Regions from separate parts of the Triticum aestivum genome. Here region 1 is linked to region 2. A link is a contact called in public Hi-C data. All regions are on one chromosome and are shown on one strand. The core of a region is the stretch at or near the end of the contact, and the rest is flanking DNA. Distances in the headings are between cores, read along the strand shown.

What was found. Hi-C and Micro-C count contacts between places; a contact is called where the count stands out from the background.
Region 1: a Hi-C map of leaf shows a contact between it and region 2, with 4 times the contacts expected there. The contact joins the promoter of LOC123104801 here to the promoter of LOC123104800 in region 2. A contact is called at or near these places in 2 of 5 Hi-C or Micro-C datasets (both in leaf).

The regions. Positions count from the first base shown.
Region 1 is chr5A:563,768,082-563,772,745 of IWGSC CS RefSeq v2.1, reverse strand. LOC123104801 (cyclic nucleotide-gated ion channel 17) reads right to left here and starts at 2,366. Exons shown (of 7, transcript XM_044526701.1): 1 at 2,060-2,366; 2 at 858-1,368; 3 at 30-242. The coding sequence starts at 2,118.
Region 2 is chr5A:563,610,206-563,615,212 of IWGSC CS RefSeq v2.1, reverse strand. It overlaps LOC123104800 (trihelix transcription factor ASIL2), which reads right to left and starts at 2,382. Exons shown (of 2, transcript XM_044526699.1): 1 at 235-2,382. The coding sequence starts at 1,279.

The sequences.
Region 1 (4,664 bases), core at 1,117-3,616, 160 kb before region 2:
GGCTGAGGTAGTGGTTGAGGTGACCATACATGACTTGCAAGCATGTAGAGCAGAAGATTGTATGCTGCTCCTCCCCAGGCTGACTTTGCAACTACTCCGGCAGCTTTGATGATTTGATTGCTTAAAGGTACAACGAGATACATTCTTAAGACATACTGAACCAAAATAATAAGAGCATATGTAGTGTTTTGGATGTTATAATCTGAGCGTTTAATCCCAGGCATGATTAACCAAACAGTAACCTGCAAAAAAAACAGAAGATTCACATTATCACTGTAGATTTAACAATCAAGTAATAGATATTCAATATTTGGGATAATTAGTCGTCAAACAATTCAGTTATACAGATAAATTTATTTTGCATAAAGTTTGGCTGAAATAAGTTGGCAATTCTAGATTTCATAAACTCCTAACATTTACAAATTATCTAAGTGGCGATTAACAGATGAAGTACGAAAAGGAAAAAAGACCTATGGGATATAAGTGGCAGTTAACAGAAAATAAATCTTTTGGGTATTTTTTGACTCTTTGCAGAGGAAACCTAGTTGGGTCCACCTTTTAAAAGTTTCGATTTTCTGGTTAAATTCATGTGGTTAATGTAAAAACAAGAGGCACTGTCCAGATGTCTTGGTTTGGAAAGCGAATCAAAGGGAAAGAATCCAATAGGCTCAACTAAAGGCTTGCTGTTCAGTGCTCACCCAACGAACCATACCAATCTTTGCCACAAAGATGATAACGAATCAATTTAAGTACGAAAGAATATGGATATTAACACTGAAGCTGGAAAAGTGGAATATACTTAAGGTAGTTGCCATGAAAAATGCGACAAGTGCCGCAACAAGATTCGAGTTATTTACCTGTGGAAGTGGTATGGCTGCAAGTATGTCTATACAGAGATCTGATGTGACGTATCTTCTTTGAATCTTCTTTAGATCCACAATAAGCTCTCCCTTCCCTAGGACTCTGGACTTTGGGTCTACATATGCAGTATGGAACTTTATCGCAATGTTGAGCACATAAAACAAGTCAGCGAGTGTCCGCAGAACGGTCATAGTATTTCTCAATCGTTGGTCCTCGGCAACACACGAAACACCAGTGCTTTGGTCCATGACTCTGACAAATGGCAGGTAGTAGAAGAAAGGGTCGATGAAGAGCGCGAAGAGACAGGCCACCAGGTACACCCTGTTCCATGTCAGCAGCACGCTGCTTCTGGGGTCGAGGATGCGGCTGTGCCATGGCACGTTGCCCTCATTCATCAATTTGAGCTTCTCGAGGGTCTTTGGGTCTATCCTGTTGGCAGCGAATCTGTCGACCCGTCCGGCTTGAAACGGCATCTTGGATTGATCCTGCCTCTCATCGGGAAAGATCCTGAAGACAGAGTAGAAGAGCAACTTAGAGAAGTGCTAAAAACTGCACAACGTCGACATGGTCTGTGGATACTGAGAGCTCCCACAGGAACAGATGACAATAGGAGTTGTTCTCATCTGCAATCTCCTGGTAACTAGGTAGCATCGCAATGACATAATGTTTCATTTTGGTCCTTAATTCCTCGATGCACGGAAACCGGTAGATAAATGAAGTAAGCTGAGTCAAAAATATAGCCTATTTCACTTTTGGTCCTTAATTTCTGGATGCATACAAATGAGTACTAGTAGCAAACAAACATGCATATGCTAGAACATAGGGAAGCAAAATGAGCTCTCACGTTCCTATTCCCAGCTCCAAAACTACCACCACTCCCCAACGTACTGTACGCCTTGTCAAGCCTAAGCAACCAAAACTCGAATTCGGCTGGTTCGATCCCCCGAGGCAGCAACGAAGCAGACGCCGAAGCTAAATCCTGCCAACTCCAACTCACTACAACTTACTCCAACTCAAACCATGGCCAGAATCCTCCTCTCCCCCTAAGTCAACACCTAGTCCAAGCAAAAATAATCTAACGCGGCATCCTCGATCGTCCCAGGAGGGCCGTCCCTCCTCTTCACGGGCAGCGTTCCGGGGAGGCCCCGTGCCGCTAAATCCAGCCGCCCACGAGAGCCGAGAGAACGCGGGCACGCACCTGTTGGTCGTCCGCCGCTGCTGCATCTCCACCCCATCCTGGACCCGGGACCCAAACATGGCGTCCGCCGCCGCCGCTCCTCCGAATCTCGCGCGGCCGGTCAGGGGAGCGGGGCACGGAGAGCGCGGCGAAGCTGCTGGCGCTGCTGCCGGCCGCGGATCGCCACCATGCCACGACGAGCTCGCGCGCGCGGGTCCGGTGATTCGGCGGAGAAAGGCTGTTGCCTTTGCAGTTGTTTCTTTTTTTTTTTTCGGGAGAGGAAAGGTTGGACCGAGCGGACCAGACGACGGCTGCCTGTTCGTTCGTGGAAGTGTCTGCCGAAAGCTCGGGGTGCCCACACGGCCAAAAAATCCCTCACACTGGCAGGTGGGGTCCGATATTTTCATTGCAAGGTCAATCCATCCTTCCCCCTTCAGACCGACACAAATGCATGTCGATTTGGACATTGACACGGTCTCCATGATGTAGCTCTGACCTTTTATTGTTATTGAGATACTCCGACGACTCGAATGAAAATGATTATAAATCACAAAACATTGTTCTATTCGGGTCTATCCATATCGATTTCGCGGCAGCGGTGTTGGTCCGGTTCTTCATGGCGATGGAAGAATGTTTGACCGGCAAGGATCCTAAACCGCCTTACGCACACGACTGGATGGAGTGCTCATTCTTGGACGAGGGGTCTACCCAGGTGGATAGTACCATATGGTTGCAAAGTCTACTTTTGTCAGCGCATCTTGGTTCAAGCCCAACGTCTGGCTCAGTCATCATCATGCACCGCTAGCTTGTCGTGATAGTCCTCTCTCTATGCGTGGGGACTCTGATAAACTTCAGTCTAGGTCAAAATAATTATGAGGATGGTCTTGTGAGAGACAAAGATAGGGTTTGAATGGCAAATTGCACATGCAAAATTAAGTTCGGGAATTCAACTACTTAGTGTTTGTTCGGTTATCCTCACTCTTGCCGGGATCTGTTCAAAATCCTGCAAATCCACGTGGTTTTGAGTTAGCCCGAGTTTGGATCCATGGACTCATCGGTGGAGATCGACGGGGGAGGGGGAAGGCTTTGCCTAAGTCGCCTTGCAAGGGAGGGGGAGAAAAGCATGCATAGAAGGAGGGGCTACACACCGTAATTTTCTCCATTATTATTCAAACAACTCTACCAATAGACACATGTGAATTACGATTGTTCAAAGAGCAGCTTTTTGTCCCAAGCGAGGATCATTACTAAATCATAAGACCAAACAACACACATTTAATCACGAAAACACAAGTAAAACTAGCAATGCCAATATTCGTCAACAAGCTTCTCGCGAAACACTTTGTATATTGAAGAGATTTTTGTTTTGTATGATTCAGAAATTTCTCTCACGCGGTCTACCAGATTTCGTCGACGTGAAATGAGGTAAAAGACGGTTGCAGAATATGTGACCCTAATATCATGGTCGACAAGGTGGTCTTCTTCTTGGAGGAATGAACAACTGCTCCTAAGCATATTCAGGCTTTTCATCCGCCCCCCGACAAGGTCTCCTTGGACTCCTCCTGAGGATGGGTGGGTCAAGGCCAATGCTGACAAGGCAACACTTAAATCGGCGACAGAGGAGGTGATGGTGTTGTCCTTAGGAACCATAGGGCATCTTCATTGCGGGAGCATGACCGTTTTTTCCACCAAAACTAAGCCATAGTTAGCAGACGTCAAGGTGTGTTGCCGAGTGGTGTAGCTAGCCGAAGAGTTGAGCATAGACAATCTAGTGATGGAGACCGACTACCAAGTTGTGGCAGCCAAACTCAATCTAATGCGAGAGACTTTTAGTGTATGGACCTATGATTGAGGAAGTAAGGGGTAGGGGTTGTTGTCCTCTAAAGGAGCCTACAAGGTTCGATGGGTACGACGTTCGGCAAAAGCAGCTCACATTTACGCTAAGGAAGGTTGGGGCAATGTTGTGTAAGACATGGCTGCATGTACCCATTGTTGGGGAACGTAGCATGCAATTTCAAAAAAATTCCTACGATCATGCAAGATATATCTAACTGATGCATAGAAACGAGAGGGGGAGAGTGTGTCCACGTACCCTCATAGACCGAAAGCGGAAGCGTTAGTATAATGTGATTGATGTAGTCGAACGTCTTCGTGATCTAACCGATCTAGTACCGAACGTACGACACCTCCGAGTTCGGCACATGTTCAGCTCTCAATGACGTCCCTCGAACTCTTGATCCAGTAGAGGGTCGAGCGAGAGTTTCATCAACACGACATCATGGTGACGGTGATGGTGATGTGATCCGCGCAGGGCTTCGCCTAAGCACTATGTGAATATGACCGGAGGAGTAAACTGTGGAGAGAGACGCCGTACACAGCTTGGAACAATTGGTGTGTCTCCAAGGGGTGCCCTACCCACGTATATAAAGGAGGGAGAGGAGGAGGCCGGCCACCAGGGGCGCGCCAAGGGGGGGGGTCCTACTAGGACTCCACTCCTAGTAGGATTCGCCCCCCCCCCTTTTCCTTCTCATGGAGGGGGAAAGAGGAAAGGGAGATGGAAGAGGAGAAGGAAAGGGGGGCATGCCCCCTCCCCTAGTCCAATTCGGACTCCCTATGGGAGGGGGTG
Region 2 (5,007 bases), core at 1,133-3,632:
TGCAATTTCCCATTCTATCAGTGATGTTTTTCCAGGACCAGATAGAAAAGGAACTCCAGCCATAGCATGATTGCGGCAATTGACTGACAGCGATAGAGTGTAAGATGAAGCCCGAAATGCACTTCTGCATATCCATACTTCACACCATACACTACTTAGGATGTTCTTGCAGCACTGAATATAATCAGTGCGGCTGCAATCTTACTGGTAAGTTGGATGTAAGTTGGGACTAACCATTTTCGCCTTTCTTGGCAAGCGTGTCCGCTTGAGACGAGCTGCCGCCATTCCTGCTGCCTACGCACTCCTTGAGCCGCTTGGCGAAGAGCCTGGCGATCTGCAGCTGCGTCTTGGCCATGATCTCCGTCCTCCTCAGCTCCATCTCGCCCTTCTTCACCTCGGCCTCGGCCCTCATCCGCTCCGTGTCCCGGTACACCTCCAGCCTGGCCCGCTCGATCTTCACGAACGAGCTCGCCAGCAGCTCGATGCTCCTCGCGACGTCCAGCTCCGGGCTCTTCCTCTTTCTCGGCGTGTCCACCTCCTCGGCGCCGTCGTCGTTCACCCCCACCTCCACCTCCTTGCTCCGCGGAGAGCTCACATTTGCGGCGTCGCTGTCAGCCGCCCTGCCGCTCTCCTTGTGCGTGGCCAGATCGACGGTCTTCTCGGCCTTCACCGTCGCGGAGCCGTTGGCGTCTGCGCTCAGTAGCTCGGAGAGCGCCCCGGGCGGCCCTGCTGTGTCCGGCGGCTGCTGGAGGGCGGTGTCTGCTTCGGCGTCGACCTCTGGCTCTGCTTTCAGGGGGGCTCGCGGCTGGACGATGCCATCGTAGCTCGGCTCCGGTTGCGCCTGCGGCTGGCCAGAGCAGCCGGCGGCCGGGCCCTTGAGCAGCCCGTCCATGCGGCCGAAGAAGCGCCAGGACGGGCCACCGGAGGCGCTGGCCACCCCAGCTGATCCGGCCCGCGTTGCGGCGGCGGACTCGGCCCGGTAGCGCTTCTTCATGGACTCGACCTTGTTCTTGCACTGGTTGGGGGTCTTGGCGGTGCCCCCGGCAGCGGCGCCGGGCTTGGAGGCCGCGTGGTCGGAGGAGGAGCAGTGGGCGGAGACGTCGTGGGCGATGTCGACCCAGTCGCTCCACTTGAGCTTGGCCCGGTTGCGGAGCAGCCACTTGGCCTCGTAGGCCTCGAGCAGGCGCGAGATGCCGCTCTCGCTCCACTCGTCGCGCTTCGGCTGCTGCTGCTGCGGCGTCGGCGCGGGCGGCGCCGCCCCGTCGGGGAGGCTGTCCATCGAGGCCGCAGCAGAGCAGGGAAGGACGGAACCACAAAGCTGGAACAGAGCTTATGCAGAGGCAGGGGGCAGTTGGACCGAGACCGTCTGACTCTGTCGGCGAGAAGATCCCCCTCCGGCGCGGGGATCTGCCCCTTAAGCTCAAAACCGGTTCACCAGAGCTTTAATTCCACTCGATTCTCGAAGCCGGAAGCCTACCGCGTGAGCGATCAGGGGAAGATGGTGTGTCCCTGAAGCTGGGATCGGAAAAGATGGCGCCTTTTCCTCCCCTTTTCCCAGGGGTAGCGAAAGAGGGAATTTCGGGAGGAGCTAACTTCCCAGATGGAGCAGAAAGGGCAGGCCGGCGGTTATGATGCGGCAGCGGGTGCCGTGTCTTTGCCGGACGAACAGCTGCGTTCAAAGCAGGCGCTGTGTCCCTCGTAACCCCATGGCTAGCCGCGATCAGGGGGGGAAGAGAAGCAAGAAAGAGCTTGGAGCGGTCAAAAGACAGTGGGGGAGAGGGCGCGGCGTCGTGGAGAAGAGTCAAGGCCTAGGCCGCGGCGGCAGCGGCGGCAGGGCGAGGGAATTTGGTTGGAGCTCGGAAAGAAAAGGGAGGGTGGCGGCCGGGGCCGGGAGGTGGGGCGGGGAAGGATCCCGCTCCGCTCCGTGGGGGAGGGGGAAAGTGGGGGAGAGAGGGGAGGGAGGACTCCGCCCGCCTGCCCGCGCGGCCACGGTTGCCAACTGCCGCCCGCGTGAGGTAGGCCCGCCACGGACAGCGAGGGCGGGAGGGAGTGGAGGCGCGCGCCGCGTCGGACCGCATTAGCCGACGGGAGCGGGCGGGGCGGGGCGGGGAGCGGGAGCGGGGGCTGGGGCTGGGGCGGGGGAGTGGGGCGTGACGCGCGCGCTGACCGGATCGGCGCGGCCCGGCGGCAAAACAAAGCGGATTGATGGATTCGTCGCTGTCGCTGGCGCGTCCGGCGGGCGGGCGGACGGTGACCCCAACCCCAACCGTGGTGGTTGGTTGCCTCTTCTTGCTCGGTGGGACTCCGCCCGCACCCGCACGCCGCGGTTGGTGGCGGACTGGCGTGCGTCTTCTTCCAGCCCCCTTTTCCCCTCGCTGCTCCCGTCCCGCGGCTTGCTTGCTGGAGCACTGTTCAACCAGTTGACCAGCCGAGCCAGCACCGGCAGAGTGGCAACTCAGCTCCAGGGACACCACCCAATCAGCTCCGGATGTCATGCGAGCATCAGATACCGTAAACCGGGGCATCCCAAATAATAGACGCCGGTTCACAGGACATGGCCGATTTTTCCGGCCCGAATAGACCCCTTATAATCGGCCATCCTGACTTTTTGATGTGGGATTCTGCATACTCGAGTCGTTTCCGTCATATCTACGAGATCCACACATGTTTTTGCCGGATCCCCTTCCCTTGCGCGAAAGCCATTTCCTCCAGCTTCCGTTCCCGCCTCACTCCCCGCCGCTGCCACCGCCGCATCTCCCCGCCGGTTCTTGGTACCCCCGGCTGCCCCGCATCGTCCATTAGCTTCGCCGTCCCGCGCCGTATCCATTCCACCAAATTGGGAGGCCGGGGAGCACATTTGTATCAGCGGGGAGCCCATTTGGAGGCCTTGTAGCCGGCGGATCCGATTTTTTCCAACGCCAGTGAGCCTCGGATTCACTCAAGGGATAGCCACACGCGCCGGAGGAAAGGGTTTTGGCTATCTTTGCTTCGGCCAGCGGGAAGAAGAAAGGGGTGGCCCGCTTTGCTTCGGCCAACATGGGAGAAGAAAGGGGCGGCTGGCTTTGCCTCAGGGGAAGGTATGTTCAGTGCCCGCCGTCTATTTTAATTCAATTTTGACAGGGAGAAATTCACACGTGTGCATTTGTTAGATGGATTGGAGTTCATCGTCGCCGTCTTCGTCGGCTGATCCGAACATATAAGAGATGATTCCGAACGACGATGTCGACAACCTAGTGTTGTTGCATCTCGTGGACAATTTTCATATGTATTGGGGTGATTAGAACAATTTGTTGTTGTAATAATTTTTCGAATTTGATCATTTGTTGTAATGAAGACGATTGTTGTATTGTTAATTGCCTTTAGAACCATTTATACTCATGTTTTTAATTTATATTATGATTCTATTTAGTTCGTAATGTTGAAAATCTTGAATTTACAAAGCTACAAAAATTTGCGGTACCGCAAAGCCTCCGGCGTGGAACAGATCTTGTAAACTCGTCTCGTAGAACATTTGTGGGACAAGTTTACATGATTTGTTCCGTCGGATGAGGGAGTCCTGGATTAAGGGGTCCTCGGACGTCCGGCCTGTTAGCCATGGGCCGGGCTGATTGGTTGTGAAGATGTGAAGACCGAAGACTGCACCCGTGGGACTCTCCTTGGCATGGAGATAAGCTTGGCGACCGACTATGTAGATTCATTTCCTTTGTAACCGACCTTATGTAACCCTAGATCCTCCTAGTGTTTATATAAACCAGAGAACTTAGTCCGGAAAGGGGAGATACTCACTATCATAGTCATACAGGCTAGACTTCTAGGGTTTAGCCATTATGATCTCGTGGTAGATCAACTCTTGTAATACTTATATCCATCAAGATCAATAAAGCAGGAAGTAGGGTATTACCTCCATAGAGAGGGCCCGAACCTGGGTAAACATCGTGTCCCCTGCCTCCTCTTACCATCGACCTTAGATGCACAGTTCGAGACCCCCTACCCGAGTTTCGCCGGTTTTGACACCGACATTGGTGCTTTCATTGAGAGTTTCACTGTGCCGTCGACGAAAGGTTCAATGGCCCCTTCAATCGTCAACAATGACGCTGGCCAGGGAGAAACCTTCCTCCTCGGACAGATTTTCGTGTTCGGCGGCTTCGCACTTTGGGTTAACTCGTTTGGCCACTTGGAGCAGATCGATAGCTACGCCCCTGGCCATCAGGTCAGGCTTGGGAGCTTGAATTACATAGCGGACATCCGTGGAGATTTGATCTTCGCCAGATTCGAGGCCGCGGTGACCGCTCCTGGCCACCTTGACGAACATGACTTAAATTTGTCGTCAGACCGCATCCAGAAGATAGCTCCGGTCACTACTCTGGCCTTAGATCCAGAGCACACTGCGGCGCCATCTAAGGGCTGGAGGTTCAACCCCACCACGGAGGCCACAGATTCCCCGGCATTGGAGCCGCACATGGACTTAAACTCACACAATATTTTTGTCACCGGAACCCCGGACTCGTCTCCGGGTGTAAGTCCCGAACCATGTGAGTCCACGGATGCCGAACTTGATCGTTTATCGATCTTCGAGTTCAGCGCCACAGACATCTTCCAGCACTCACCCTTGGGCGACGTGCTAAGCTCATTAAAGAACATGTCCTTGGCGGAGGACTCACAGCCGAACTATATCCGGTTCGAACTAGAAGTTGATGATAGGGAATTTCGCTCCCCACCCGCCACCCACTTTATAGGCACTGTCGAAGACTTAACCGACATGCTCGATTACGGCTCCGATGACATCGACGGTGTGGAAGACGATGCCGGAGAAGAAGAGGCCCAGGACCTGCCGTTCACCGGATGCTAGACGGCCACTTCCTCGTACGATGTGTACATGGTGGATGCACCAAAGGAGAATAGCGGCGATGACAAAAAAGACCCAGTTGAGGATAAACCTCCTAAGATACAATCGAAATGCCTACGTCAGCGGCGCCGCTCTAAGTCATGCCGCAGTAAAGATAGCAA